Regions from separate parts of the Mus musculus genome. Here regions 2 and 3 are each linked to region 1. The links are chromatin contacts, called in public Hi-C and HiChIP or PLAC-seq maps. All regions are on one chromosome and are shown on one strand. The core of a region is the stretch at or near the end of the contact, and the rest is flanking DNA. Distances in the headings are between cores, read along the strand shown.

The links. A called contact is a pair of places that touch in the nucleus more often than the background predicts. HiChIP or PLAC-seq counts read pairs in DNA pulled down with a chosen protein or histone mark.
Region 2: an H3K27ac HiChIP or PLAC-seq map of acute myeloid leukemia shows a contact between it and region 1, with 3 times the contacts expected there. The contact joins the enhancer-like site here to the promoter of U2af1 in region 1. A contact is called at or near these places in 6 of 39 promoter capture datasets (the C10 cell line, cranial neural crest, liver and 3 more), 3 of 15 datasets of contacts at CTCF or cohesin (CD8 T cells, embryonic stem cells and pro-B cells), 24 of 484 Hi-C or Micro-C datasets (CD4 T cells, CD8 T cells, the N1E-115 cell line and 10 more), 8 of 115 datasets of contacts at active chromatin or transcription factors (the HPC-7 cell line, acute myeloid leukemia, double positive thymocytes and 4 more) and 4 of 9 other capture datasets (adipose tissue, liver, macrophages and 1 more).
Region 3: a Hi-C map of bone marrow-derived macrophages shows a contact between it and region 1, with 22 read pairs. The contact joins the enhancer-like site here to the promoter of U2af1 in region 1. A contact is called at or near these places in 13 of 39 promoter capture datasets (the C10 cell line, cranial neural crest, embryonic stem cells and 6 more), 3 of 484 Hi-C or Micro-C datasets (the C2C12 cell line, bone marrow-derived macrophages and muscle stem cells), 2 of 115 datasets of contacts at active chromatin or transcription factors (the HPC-7 cell line and memory CD8 T cells) and 4 of 9 other capture datasets (adipose tissue, embryonic stem cells, liver and 1 more).

The regions. Positions count from the first base shown.
Region 1 is chr17:31,657,340-31,660,039 of GRCm38.p6, forward strand. U2af1 (U2 small nuclear ribonucleoprotein auxiliary factor (U2AF) 1) reads right to left here and starts at 1,415. Exons shown (of 8, transcript NM_024187.4): 1 at 1,314-1,415. The coding sequence starts at 1,357.
Region 2 is chr17:31,490,302-31,493,001 of GRCm38.p6, forward strand. No RefSeq gene overlaps it. Among named protein-coding and RNA genes, the nearest start is that of Wdr4, 21 kb to the right of the region's middle. Within about 2 kb of position 1,285, at least 22 of the 459 cell types and tissues checked have an H3K27ac peak or open chromatin away from gene starts, as enhancers often do. A contact at or near this core is called in acute myeloid leukemia, where this site is marked.
Region 3 is chr17:31,904,581-31,907,280 of GRCm38.p6, forward strand. No RefSeq gene overlaps it. Among named protein-coding and RNA genes, the nearest start is that of 2310015A16Rik, 6.5 kb to the right of the region's middle. Within about 2 kb of position 1,336, at least 130 of the 459 cell types and tissues checked have an H3K27ac peak or open chromatin away from gene starts, as enhancers often do. A contact at or near this core is called in the HPC-7 cell line, adipose tissue, bone marrow-derived macrophages and 1 more, where this site is marked.

The DNA of each region.
Region 1 (2,700 bases), core at 165-2,664:
TGTAGACCAGGCTGGAACTCAGAGATCCACCTACCTACCTCTGCCTCCAGAGTGCTGGTACTAAATGTACCACCACACCTGGCTTTTGAGTGTTGATTTAAAAGTACTTTAACGGCTTTACTTTAAATTACATATATGGGGAGGGGGAGGGGTGCCCGTGGCGGCCAGAGGCAATGGATCTCCCAAGATCTGGCACTACAGGTGGTTGTAGGACATCAGATTGCAATAAAGGGGATTCAGGGAACCACACTACTGGCCTCTTCAAGAGCAGTTCACACTCTGAACCACTGAGTCATCTCTCTAGTCCCTTTAATGTATTTTAGTCATCCTTAACACAAGGCACAACCTTCCTCCATGACTTCCTGAGAACCCAGACTTTATTCCAGCTGATTCTCCAAGACTGGTCTAGACCTAACATCCAATTAAATGTCTCTTGAGTGACTGCCGATTCAGGCATGAGACTTTTAGAAACATCCCCTCTTTCAAACACTGAAGACTGTATAAAGGTGCCTGATCGGACAGCCTCCATCCTGGAAAACAGAACATTTTAAGAGTGAGAATGTGGCACCAAAAACGTTATCTATTGCAAACGCTTACCACCGTGACTGACATCTGCATAAACCTTGTACAAGATTCAGAAACATAAAGATGGTGACTACTTACTGGAAGCAGATTAAGCCAGATACTTAAATCCTTAGGTTTTCAAAGTAGGAATTATCCTTGAAAGTGTCCGAAGACATTCCCCTTAACCTAAATTTCAGCCGACACGCGGAAATGAGTATGTGCCTCGCAGCACACGACCACAGGCGGGAATATTGCTATTCCTTTTCCTCTTACCCTAACAGTTGGCTACGGAAATGCAAACCTTAATTTAAAAAGAAAGGCGGGTCCGCCAACGCTTAGGCAGGCAGGAGGTTTATTCGGTCGAAACCGCTCCCAAAGGTCGGCCCCAGCACTGAATGCTAGAGAGGACGGGGCCACAGCACTTCCGACACGATAACTCAAAGCCTAAAGTTGCAAGAAACGTGTTACTTCGCCACAGAAGCCCCGGGCAGCAGTGGGAGCGCGGCGTGGGGCAGGGCCCCGCGTAGAACCCGGCATGGAGCGCCCGCGGTGGAGCTCGAGGCGCCGAGGCCCAGCCCGAGCCGCCCGCCAGTCCCGCCGCCCGGCCCACGAGGCGGCGGCGCCGAGCCGCGCGAGGTCTCCAGGCCCGAGCCAGCCGCCACGCCTGGACGTCACCGCCGCTTGCCTCGACCGGCACCCGCTGCCCGTCGCCTCCCCAGCCCAAGTCCCGGCAGGCCGGCCCTACTCACTTGTCTTTTTCGGTGCCGAAGATGGAGGCCAAGTATTCCGCCATTTTCGAGCGGACGACTCAGGCACGGCAGCCGACGCTGCCGACTACGCCGACGTCCCTCCGGAGACGTCACCCGACGCGACGACGCTCTCCCCACCCGTCGTAGCGACTCTGTCCAATTGGGAAAGGTGCTGCCAGCGCGGGGGCGGGACGAAGAGCATGAGGAGGCTCCGCCCCTACCCTGGCGCCTGCGCACTCCTTGGCGCCCGGGCGGGTCCCGCGCATTGCTTGCGGCTTAGGCTGTGGACAGCCGCTCCGCGCGTGCTCAGCACCGCTGTTTCCCGCTCCCGCCGCTGGGACCGCGCCCTCTCCCCTTGCTGGCCCTCCTGTCCCAGGCCTCCCACCAGTGCAGCTGTAGATAAGGGGCTCTGTCCGGCCTCCTGGAGGGCCTTAAACCACAGCATCCTCACAGTCACAAGGCTCACCTTCAAGTCACCAAATTTCCAGGCAGAGCCTAATCTCCGTTATCTCAGGCAGAGACCCAGGCTGCGGGGTCATCTTGGTTGGATGACTTTATCTGCTCTCTCTGGCTATAGAGCCACTTCCATCCGAGGACGAACCGTGGAAGAGGGTTGTGGGAAGCTGGGGTCTCCTCACAGGCTCTCACTAGTTAACCTGGTTACTGGAACCAGGATGAATGACCCGATCAGGTCCACCAGACCATTAGTTTGTTCATCCTTCTTTCTTCCCACACGCCCATTCACCCCTCACTAATTAAGCTACCCAACTATCCATGCCTCACCCATTCATCTTCCCCTGTCACATCTATTTATCTCTTATTTGGAGACATTAGAAGAATAAGCCCTGTGACACATATATAGACACAGGCTGCTACGATGTTTGTTTTATTGAGCGTGTTTTGTTTTTTGTTTCTCCATGGGATGGTCTTGTGTATGCATCAGGCTACATAGCTACTATGTACAGCTACAGATGACCTTGAACTTCTGATCCTTCTGAATCTCTTACCATCCTGAGTGCTAGGGTTACCAGTGTGTACTACCAAATAGGTTTATATGATGCTGTATGTTAAGCAAGCACTCTATCAACTGAATGACATCCCGAGCCTTGGTTGGTGTAATGTTTAAATCCACTTTTCTGAGTTATGGAGAAGAGGCTTCTGGGTATGTCTGTGAGGGCAGGGATAACCACTTCATACTTCGCCATGCATTGTATCACTGGGCTCTCTCTCCCTCAACTACAAGTAACTAATACAGCTGGTATAATATTGCTCCAGCTGACATGACAGAGAGTTTAAAAGAATACAGACCTGGTGACATCTATTCCTGTTGGTGGCCTTCTATGGCTCCCAAGGCTCTAAGTATACAGGCATCTTTCCACTTTTTGTT
Region 2 (2,700 bases), core at 35-2,534, 170 kb before region 1:
CGTTAAAGCAAGAGTGAATGGAGAGAGCTAGCTCTCATAACGTCATCCTGAGGAACCATGGGCAAATCTGACAGTGTGACTGAAAGTATCTGTATTAAAAGAACGTACTTAGAGGCTGGGAGGCTCTGTGGATGAAGTGCCAGCTGGGCCAGCCTAGCTATCTAAGTTTGAGTCCCCAGAAGCCAGGTGTGAGCCACGTACAGCAGTGCACACGTGTGTAACCCCAGCCTGCCTCTACTGGGAAGATTGGTGACAGACACTCTGGAAACTCAAGAGCCAGCTCAAGCACAGAAAGCAACCTTGAACCAAGACACCCTGAGTCAAACAACACAGAAGACCAACACCCAAGATTGTTACTGACCCCTGTTGTGAGACTGTTCCTGGGAAATGTGAACGGATGGCTCTGCACCCCAGAAGGGGTACCAACAGCAACCCAAAGTAAGGAAGGACACCACCAAAGCCATCATGGTGAGCCGGTGAGTTTGATTGGGGTTACTGCAGGAGCAGAAATGACTCAAAGACAGCTGCATCACCGAAGCCCACATCCAGCATGGGTGAGTCTTGAAATCTGCAGTGTGCTGCACAGCCTGCAAGCAGCTTGTCAGGGTGGAGACTGTCTCCTGTGGTCAGTTTAGGAGATCTGAGCCTATGCAGGCATCTTTACTGATGCCTGTTTCTTCCAAGAGATTTCTCTGGCCTGAGCCTCTTCTGGTAAGCTCAGGTTGTCTGACCATGTCTGTCAGCAGCCCTTATAGGTTATAAATCTTTGAGGGGCAGGGCTCAAGACAGGGTTTTTCTGTGCAGCTCTGGCTCATTCTGTAGACCAGGCTACCCTCATACTTAGAGATCAAGCTGCTTCTGCCTCTTAAGTGCTGGGATTAAAGGTGTGCGCCACCACTGCACAGTTAGTCCTTATAAGTTATATGCTGGGAAAGGTAGAGGCCTAGTATATCTGGTCAGTTTCAGGGACTTCCTGAAACATTGCTTACTTCCTTAAGGAGTATCCCTGCAAACACACACACACCTAAATAGAGACACACAGAAGTACCCATACACACACACACACACACACACACACACACACATATATATATATATAAACACACAGAAACACTCACATATAACACACAAAAACACATACATACACACACAAATAGACACACAGAAACACACACATACACATATATAGATACACAGAAACACACATACACATGGAGAGAGAGAGAGAGAGAACATCTGGTGTTGTAAGCAAGCTTCCTCTAAGACAGAATGTTTTATCTTCAGGAAATTGCTACACAAAACCTCTCCATTTTGGAGAAGCATGTCTCTAGAAAGCTCCATCACACAATGGAACACACTCACACACATACACAGAAACAATCAGAAACTTTTAAGGTATGTACACCCACAAATACACACATACTCCCTCCCTGTCTCTCCCCTTTCTCCCTCTCCCTCACAACCAATCCCCAGGAAAAGATGTAGAGATGACACAGATGATGGAACAAGCGGAAGTCCTCGCACATCCCAGTGCACACGATGAATTTAAAGCTTTACATTACGATTGCTGGAGAAATGGAAGGCTTAGGTCAAAACTGAAAGACAGAAAGCCTTCACCTTGAGCAGCGGTGTTTTAGATGCCACAAGGGCAGGCCAGTCAACTGAAATCTACCCAACCTGAGGCACAGCAGAAAAGGAAACCTGAAGGTAAGCCAGGAGCAGAGGCTTGGAAGTCACCAAAGCAAGCCAGCCACACTGGCAAACTCAGCCAGAGTCAGAGCTACAGAAATAGATAGGAGCTGGGGATGTCCCATGCTTGACAAAAATGTTACCTTCAACAATAATCAGGAAACCCCAAATAGACACACACACACACACACACACACACACACACACACACCATACACACAGAGATTAAACCACAGAAAACAAATGATCAAGGAAAAGCTTCAAGCCAGGCAGTGGTAGTACACACCTTTAATCCAGCTTGAGAGGCCGAGATAGGCGGATCTCTGAGTTCGAGGCCAGCCTGGTCTACAAAATGAGTTCCAGGACAGCCAGAGTTACACAGAGAAACCCTGTCTCGAAAAACAAACAAAGCAGCAGGACACCCTATTCTCAGTGTATACCCACCATCACAGGGTAGGTGACAGGCACAAAGAAGTCCTGAGCCTAGATGCTGAGGACCCTGAGCATCCTGTGTGCTGGAAGTGGCCATGTCACATGGGATGGTGGGACTGTCAAAGAGCTGACAACCAAGACCCACATTGGAATCCCTTCAACTAAGAGCTCTGGCAGTCACTGCAGGCAAGCAGACAGAAGCCCAGAAAAGGCAGCACTTAGAAGCCAGAGCCCCGTCATCCTTGGTGTGACTCTTGCTCCCTCTAGTGGCAGATCTGAGCTCCGTGGCTGCAAGCAAAGAAGAAAACCTTTGTGGGGTGGGGTCCATCTCCAGGATAACAAAGCAAAGCAGGGAGGGTGCTAAGGAGCTGAGGGATGAGACTCTGAGAGCTGACAGTACATAGCAGGCCAGAAGCAAGGCAGTAAAGCCTAGGGGAAGGAAAAAGACTGTAAACTCACAATCTGGAACTGTATCCAAGAAACGAACTGTCTTAGTCAGGGCTTCTATTCCTGCACAAACACCATGACCAAGAAGCAAGTTGGGGAGGAAATGGTTTATTCGGCTTACACTCCCATACT
Region 3 (2,700 bases), core at 86-2,585, 250 kb after region 1:
CGGCTGACACAGCTGGAACACAGACAGCACACAATAGTTAGAGTAGTTCCTCTATCCCTGTGTCAGACCTGGGTTAGGGTTCAAGATTATGTACAGCAGATCCCTAGCCTTGGCCCCCAGGAAGGAAGGAAGGAAGGAAGGAAGGAAGGAAGGGAAGAAGGAAGGAAGGAAGGAAGGAAGGAAGGAAGGAAGGAAGAGAAGAAGGAAGGAAGGGAGGGAGGGAGGGAGGGAGGGAGGGAGGGAGGGAGAAAAGAAGGACAGAACAGGACCAGGTTACCCCATCAGAGCCTCAGAGACACTAAGTAGACACACTTCAGGTCTGTTGCCACGTGGAACAGGAGGGAAGCTGGGTCATTTCTCCAATTGTCTGTCAGAAGCTCCAAAGGAATTAACAAGAGGTCCTTAGAGAGCAGAGAGTCCACACTTACGTTCCCAACAGTGAATACCAAGCGACCTGTAGTGCCTGTCCCCAGTTAGGGGACAGAAGCTAGGGCTGGCTGCTCATACCCAAGGCCAGGGTCTAGCCACAAAAGCTCTAGAAACACGGCTGAGTGTCTTAGTCGGGGTTTCTAGTCCTGCACAAACATCATGACCAAGAAGCAAATTGGGGAGGAAATGGTTTATTCAGCTCACACTTCCACATTGCTGTTCATCACCAAAAGAAATCAGGCCTGGAACTCAAGCAGGTCAGGAAGCAGGAGCTGATGCAGAGGCCATGGAGAGATGTTACCTACTGGCTTGCTTCCCCTGGCTTTCACAGCCTGCTCTCTTATAGATACCAGCCCAGGGATGGTATCACCCACAAGGGGCCCTCCCCACATGATCACCAACGTAGAAAATGCCCCACAGCTGGATCTCATGGAGGCACTTCCCCAGCTGGAGCTCCTTTCTCTGTGATAATTCCAGCCTGTGTTGAGCTGACACACAAACCCAGCCAGTACACTGAGGCAGAGTGAGAGGACTAGGCCCAGCTTCCGTGGACTCCTCCCGGTGCGAGCCATTGCTGGTTACAGAGCCACCCCGGAAGAGCATAGAGCGTGCCTGTGGCTCACAGTCTTTGAACATGGATCTCTGAGCACCTGCAGGAGCCAGGCTCTGCAGGGCACAGCGGCTTAGACATCTAGACCTAGGCTTCCAAGTGACCCCCAGGAAAATCCTCTGCTTTTCCTACCCCCATGGCGTTCACAGGCTTGCCTCCATCGTAAGGTCAGGACGTCGGCAAGCACAGCCACAGGACTAGGCCAGCCAACTGTCTCTGTCCCAGGCGGCAGGCTCTGACGTGTTCCTCTGGGTTTGGAGTCAAGGCCTGCCGTGTTTGTTCCCTCTCACCAGGAAGTGAGGGCTTTCCTTCCTGAAGCTTGGGAGGCCACGTTCCTTTTCACTCCCCAAAGAGGAAGCCTTCTCTGTCCTCAGGCCAGATATGTGGAGGGCTGACTTCATGGCCTGAGACGAGTGCACAGGAAGCCGTCTTACCTAAGAAGCCCTGGAGGAAGCCTCCACAGGCCCCACAGGAAGCACAGCCACGTCACCTTCTCCAGCAGGGAGGCCAGTCTCTGCCCAGCTCCATCCCACCTGACCTGCCATCTGCCCAGCCTCCAACCCCTGAGACGTCTCCTTTCTGGCCTCCTCAGGCTCCTGAGCACATTTGTGAGTTTACAAAGATCAGAGGTCGCCGGAGATCAGAACCAGTGCACCCCACTGCCCCGCAGTACCCACTTACATAGTCTCTCAGTGTGATCCCTGGGGCCCCAACACATGGCCTTTGGTCCCAAGTTGGACAGAATCCTAACAGTGATGATCCTGGTGTCAAGGACACTAGGAGCTGGTGGCAGCAGAAGGACCAGGAGGAAGGGACACAGAGGCCAGAACACTAACTGGGAAGGCTACCAGGCATCCTGGGGACAGGCATCCTGTAGGGTGTCACTGGGCTCAGGATAGCAGCCACTGAGGCTACAATGATAACATCTAGACTTAAGGGAGGTGGAGGAACAGTGCGGGTATCCTTACCAGGGACTGTGCCCATGAACCCTGCTCATAGTCTTCTGGAAGGGGACTCCAAATAGCTTGCCATCATGTCCACAGTGGGGTCCATTCTAAAAAGAAGTTGGGGGAGGTGCAGGAGGGAACTGGCATGGGGGACACAGCACATGCTGTGGACAGGTGAGGGCCAAAGTTTTTGTCACCAGAACCCATGTAAAAGCTGGACGTGTGTGATGGCCACCTGTACGTCCCAGCACTGGGGAGGCAGAGACAGGGGGTGACCTAGAGCAAGACAGCTAGCTAGACCAGCTGACTGGCGAACTCTGGGAGAGTTCCTGTCTCACTGTATAGAGTGACTGAAGAAAACTCCATCCCCACACACCTGTGCCCATGTACTGGAACATATGTGCAATGATACATACACAAGTTCCCTCGAAGATCTTAGTGAGAATCTCACGGTTTACCTAAAAGGGTTGCCTTCAGTGGTCACACGGCACTGTGGTAGCATTGAATGGGACATTTGCCACCTGTATCTGGAGGGGTTCTTGATGTCTGCAGGCACTGAAGAGAGGTAAAGCAGCCACGGCTTTCCAGCCACCTGCGATGGGGCTATCCTCTGTTCAGGAATGCTCTAGAGTGTCCCTGCCGGGCTCTCTTGCCCTCATGCCCATAGACAGCCAGGCAAGCTTATCTGCATGGAGCCAAGGACCTGGGCTCGTT